Linked DNA regions of Zea mays: region 2 is linked to region 1. A link is a contact called in public Hi-C data. All regions are on one chromosome and are shown on one strand. Each heading gives the region's core, a stretch centred on a gene start, on an enhancer-like site or on the middle of the called end of the contact. The rest is flanking DNA. Distances are from core to core; before and after follow the strand shown. Region 1 holds the start of LOC103645186 (probable E3 ubiquitin-protein ligase ARI8). Region 2 holds the start of LOC100275431.

The links. Hi-C and Micro-C count contacts between places; a contact is called where the count stands out from the background.
Region 2: a Hi-C map of leaf shows a contact between it and region 1, with 2.3 times the contacts expected there. The contact joins the promoter of LOC100275431 here to the promoter of LOC103645186 in region 1. A contact is called at or near these places in 5 of 25 Hi-C or Micro-C datasets (ear, leaf and tassel).

What each region holds. Positions count from the first base shown.
Region 1 is chr1:200,619,611-200,622,473 of Zm-B73-REFERENCE-NAM-5.0, forward strand. It overlaps LOC103645186 (probable E3 ubiquitin-protein ligase ARI8), which reads left to right and starts at 1,461. Exons shown (of 15, transcript XM_020546643.3): 1 at 1,461-2,023; 2 at 2,779-2,863. The coding sequence starts at 1,832.
Region 2 is chr1:200,751,585-200,754,387 of Zm-B73-REFERENCE-NAM-5.0, forward strand. It overlaps LOC100275431, which reads right to left and starts at 1,375. Exons shown (of 5, transcript NM_001149505.2): 1 at 1,012-1,375; 2 at 1-476. The coding sequence starts at 449.

The DNA of each region.
Region 1 (2,863 bases), core at 211-2,710:
ACGCGGAAGCAGGAATAGGAGAGGAGCTGGAGGACGCAACCTCCACAGTGGGCTCGCCGCAGCTTTTCGCCATTCCGACGCCGATGAGAGAGGAGGGGCTTAAGGTTCCACGATCTTGAGACACAGTGGGTTCATGCGCGCGGGGAGTCAGGGGTTTGGAGCACTGGAATCGCGTGGTAGGCAGGCACGGTTGCGACGGCGGTGCGCGCGGGGGAGTGCTTCGTGCAGGCGTTGCGGTTCGCGGCTGACAGTTGGCAACAAGAAGGTATAACGATAATTAATGTTTCTATACATCTCAATATATCTTATCATTATATGTTAACTCCATAGCAACGCACGGGCATACACCTAGTTTTTATATTAAGACTTTAGAAGCCGCTCCGCTCTTTTTTTATTAAAAATCAAACATTCAAAAATAGAAATATAATTCAAAATAGAAATATAGTCACTCTATTCTCCTTCAATACTCAAACAAACACACCCGTCGGCAGTAGCTCACCCGCTCACAAAGTTTCGTTTTCGGACAGAGCAGAGAGCACGGAGATTGGAGACTACCGTGCGTGCGCGATCTTTCTTTCCATAAAACAAAAAGGTAAAAAGAAATTCCTTAAGCAAGGCAACTCGCTTAACATTTCGCGCGGCGCCGACACAACACAACAAACAGAGAAGACAGGCAGCGGCAGGGCGGCAGCGGCCACCTCCATCTCCCAGCCCCGCTCCCCAAATCTCAGCCCCGCTCCTTCCCAGTCCCAGTCCCAGATCCAGGATGTCCTCCTCCGACCCGGACGACGCCCCCGACGGGGGCGAGGACTCGCCCCTCTTCCGCCGCAGCGGGGGGCCGTCCTCCGGCGGCACCGTTGGCGACGTCCCCGTCTCGCAGTCGCTCATCAAGGCGGCAAGCAACGTGTGCTTCTCCCTCTTCGTGCTCGCCGTCCTCGTCGTCACCGTCGTCGCCGTCACATACCAGCCGCCGGACCCCTGGCTCCAGTCCTCCGCCGCCATCACCACCTCGCTCTCCCGCGTCCTCCCCAACTCCACCTTCCTCGTCCCCGACGACTCGCTCCTCCCCACCGGCGAGGATTTCAACTCCTCCACCGCCGTCCCAGCCCCGGTGCGGGATGAAGATGACGCGGCTGCGGCCGTCAGCGCCGCCTCCGCCGCGGCCGCGGGCAACAGGACCTGCGACCCGGATTCGCGGCGGGGGGGGGGGGGGGGGGGGAGTGCTTCGCGCGTGCGCTTCGCGGCGGGCGGCGTGCGTGTGGTAGGTGAGGAGTTCGGTAGCGGCTGGCGTGCGGGAGTCGCGGCGGCTGGCGTGCGGCGGGCGGTTCGCGCAGGCGGGGGCAGTCTACAGATGTGTCTTAATAGTTGTAGAGATGAGGAATGAAGTGGTGATGAATCAACTCATTCTATTCAACAAACCAAATAAAAATATAAGGAGTGAGAAGAAGATGGATCACTTCATTCTTCAAACAAACACACGCTTAGTCGGCTGCGACCTCGACGCTAAAATACGTGCCACCGAGATCTGCATCAGCTCGATATCCGACATCCGGTAGTTCCGCACCATGGCTTATAGAGTCGAGCGAATGGTTCAAAATCCACAGTACGTTGTTAAGGAAAGTGATTTTTTTTTTGGAAAACAAATCGGTCACGCGGCACATAGAAACCCAAAAGAAACGCCATTGAAAACGCGACTGGGGCACGCAACTCTATCGATCTCCGCCCACCTCGTCCCTCACTTGCCCTCTCCCTGCCAGGCTTGCCGGAACCCTAGCCTCATCGCCCCTCCCCTCCCGGCCCGATCTCCCTATCGCCGGATTCGTGCTGCGGGATGGACTCCGACGTGGAGATGAACGCCGCCAGCGACGAGGAGGTGATGGACGATGAGGATTACTACGACTACTGCTACAGCGACGTGGGTGACGACGGCGACGGCGGGAGCGAGGAGGAGCTGGTGCCCGTGGACTACGACGAGGGCCTTGAGGCCGAGGGTACCGACGAGGTGGTGTCCAGACGCGAGCAGGTGAGGCCGATGCTGCGAGCATGAGGCGGATAGGGAGCTGCTTAGTTATCACTGGAATCCTTGGGTTTTGAGCTCGGATGTGTTGGGATAGGCTGAAAAGTTGGCGTGCTCCTGCCGGAATTGAATGATGTTTTTAGTTCAGTAATTTTTTAGATAATGGAAAAAATTCAGTTCCGGCCTTTGCTTGTATACGGCCTTACAAAACAGTCCACACAAATCTTGAACAAACTAGAAGTGACATAGAATGCTGTTTTTTAGTTCAGTTTATCCATTTCATAAGATGAAATGTGATAGCTCAGTGGCAATTTTTGCGATCTGTGCATGTACTGGAGCGCTAGAGTGGTAGTGATGTAGTGAAGTGCTAGAGTGGTAGCGATTTAGATCAATTCATTCATAAATCAGTGAAGTGTTAAGATCGGTTCATAGACTTTTATTAGAACTGGCCGTCTACTGCAAATTGATGATCATTTCAGTGCTGTGGCTGCTGCCCTATATGCACTGCTGAGTGTTGGTTTGTATATGTGCTGAATTCGGCTTAGAAGTAGCACTGCAGCAGCTTCCATCTCTTCTTGATCAACCATTAGTATTACGGTCCTAGATGAGTGCTGTGCTGCCTCTTGTTGGCTCCATCAAGCGTCTTAGATGAGTGATCACGCTTGGTCTCTTTGTGTTGCTTTGCTCTTCTGCCCATATTTTTTGCTCCATGGGATACTCTTGAGTTTTGCTAAAATGGGAGTTGCATTTGCTATCAACAGACATTTGTGGTTCTAAATGAAGAAGTTATATCTGAGCGTCAAGAGGAAGATGTAAGCAAGGTATCAGCCGTGTTACTGATTACAA
Region 2 (2,803 bases), core at 125-2,624, 130 kb after region 1:
GACAGGGCACCGGCATCCTTGGAACTACCATTGGTGGAGGAGGCTTGGGCGGCCTTGCCGCTGCCAAGAAGAAAAGTGGAGGAGCTGGTCACCACAAGATCCTCCGGGCTGCCGACGCAGGCATGGCGGCCCGGGACCGGCCTGACCCCCCTGAGGATCGGCACCGGGGTGGCTGCCTCGAGACGGTCGACATGGACGAACTGCCCCAGCTGGATGACGTCGCTGAGGATGAGGTCGTGCTGCTCGTCCGGCAGCGACACGTAGGTGGCGTGCGACGAGTCGGACACCTTGAGGTAGAACCCCTGGTTGGTGAACAGGTCGCTCCCGGCGAGCGCGGGCACGATGCTGACGACCTGGAGCAGCGACGACCGGTGCTCGCCCGCGACCTTGACGTCGCTGTTCATGTGCTGCAGGAGCTTGAGGAGGACCCCGGGTACCAGCGACGCCATCGCTGCAGCTCCTAGCGCCGCATTTACCTGCGCAGTGTTGAGCCCTGGTTCAGTAACCCCACTCCAATATGTAGGCTAAGCAGTGGAGCCTTCTGAGAGAACAATGATGTTGTCGGTAGCCATGGCAAAAGCGGATCACTCCAAGCTACCTAATGCAAATAAAGGCTGCGCGCGCGCGGCTTTACAACCAGAGCAGCAAATCCAGATGAGCATGTCGGTAGCCTTGGCGAGCGAAATGAGCAACAAGTTCAGGTAGATCAAAACAGATTTCACCCTTTTTTTTCCCATGCTAATTAACAAGAAAGCAAACAATCTTGTGAAGCCAACAGCAAAGGCAGAGCACAGTGCCGTAAGGAGGAGGAGGTGAACTAGTAAAGAGGTGTACTAGAAACGGTGGCTACAATGAGTAAGGACGGCGTTGTTCGTCGCAAGGGCATTCAATTGGGTCCGGAAAGGGATACGGGTACTAGCGCATGGCCGCCAGTCTCGACTCTAGAGACGAGAAGGTGATGGGAGTCGAGACGAGAAGACGATGGGTAAGGAGGAGGAGAAGCAAACACACCTCGTGATGGACTGCCGAATCCCGCAAGGCCCGATCCCTTCCTCCGGCCTCACTTCGGTCTGCTCTTCTTCAGTCTCTTCTTCGTCCTCCTCTCAACGCTCGCCCTGAGTCGGCGGCTGCTGCAGGCGTGCGGCCTACGATCTTTGAAAAGCGCGGAAGGCTTTCCGCTTCCTGCTCAGGGAGAAGAAGGAGAGGGGGAGGGTCTCTCCTGCTGGCCTTGTCGCATCCAGGACAGGAATCCCCGCCGGTTGGCTGCAGGAGGCGGTGACGACTGACGAGATGAACCAACCAGGAGGCGACGGTGTCCTCCTCTCCTGGACCCTGGTGCGTGCGCGCTGGGAGCCTGGGAGGCGTGGTGCTTCTCTCTCCTCTCCTCTGCGCGTGCTCGCTGTCTCTCTCTAAAAAGCAGAGGAGGGTCGCACGCGAGGCAGGGCAGGCTGCTCCTGCGCCGGCGAGGACAGATGGCAACTGTGCTGTGGAAAAGCTGCGTGGAAAGGAGCCAAGGAGGTGCGGGCCCCGCCGACCCAGTGTCCGCGGGCGGCCTTGTGTTGCGGTGAGGCGTCGCTTTCGACGGAGGAGGGTAGTAAACTGGAGTGGAGTTCCAAGTATGGGCAGGTCAGTCGAGGAAGCCCCAAAACCTTCTTTATTATTATTTTATTATAAATTCAGTTGCAAAAGAGTTTCAAGTTACAGTTACCTAGGCTGTTGTAGAGATTTTATTCTAGTTTCGTTTTATTAAAGCTAGTTTGGAAACCCTAATTTTTTTAAAAAAATTATTTACTAAGAAAAATATAAATGAAAATCACTTGGTAAAATGAGATTTCCAAACTAGACCTTAAATGCCTTTCTATTATAAGTATAATGGCATACCAATGATTTCATAAAAAGAAAGATAAATACAGTTTTATGTCAGGTAAGAGTAGAGATGGCCAAACGGGCCGTCCGGCCCGGCTCGGGCACGGTGAAGCCCGACCCGTTTTAGGCCCGGTCCGCCAGACACGGTTAGAAAACCGGGTCGGGCCGTCTAAGCACGCGGGCTCAATTTCCTGTCCAAGCCCGGGCCGCAGCGGGCCTAAACGGGCACGAAAAAATGGGCCGAAAAGCGGGCTAAGCGGGCCGGTAAGCACGTTTTAGTGTAAAAAAGCGGGTTTAACGGGCTTAGAGGTAAACATGTCGTACCGGGCTAGCCCACCGTGCCTAGTTTCCTGTCCGAGCCTGGTCCGCTTATTCGTGCCGGGCCGGCCCGGGCCCGCATAGAATCGGGCCGTGTCGGGCTCAGACCGGGCCCAAACAGCGGGCTTCGTGCCGGGCTCGCGGATCTCGTGCTTATTGGGCATCTATAGGTAAGTGTGTTTTATTTAGATTATCCTACACGGTTTTATAGACAAAAACTGATATAATATTTTTAAAAATACTGCAATAAAATTCTGCTCCGTGAACAGCCTATGACCACTGTATCATCTTTTTAGAGTGAATTTCATTCGCACAATACTCTACAAAGCTATATTTACCTCGTCAAGTCAGTAAATTTGCTAACTTGTCACCATATTAAAAAATACTCGCTCCATCCTAAAAAAAATATGATGCGTATTTTTTTGGCACTCCAAATTTTTAAATATGATGCATATTTGGTCAATGAGGAATAACTCCCCAGGAATTCGTAAATTTTTACAGAATGTGGGGAGAAGTTTCCCAATTTTTATGGAATTTCTATAGAGAACTGCATATTTCTTTTTATAAGAACTTTGAACATTTATTTTTTTAAAACGTGCCTTTAATAAATATAAAATGA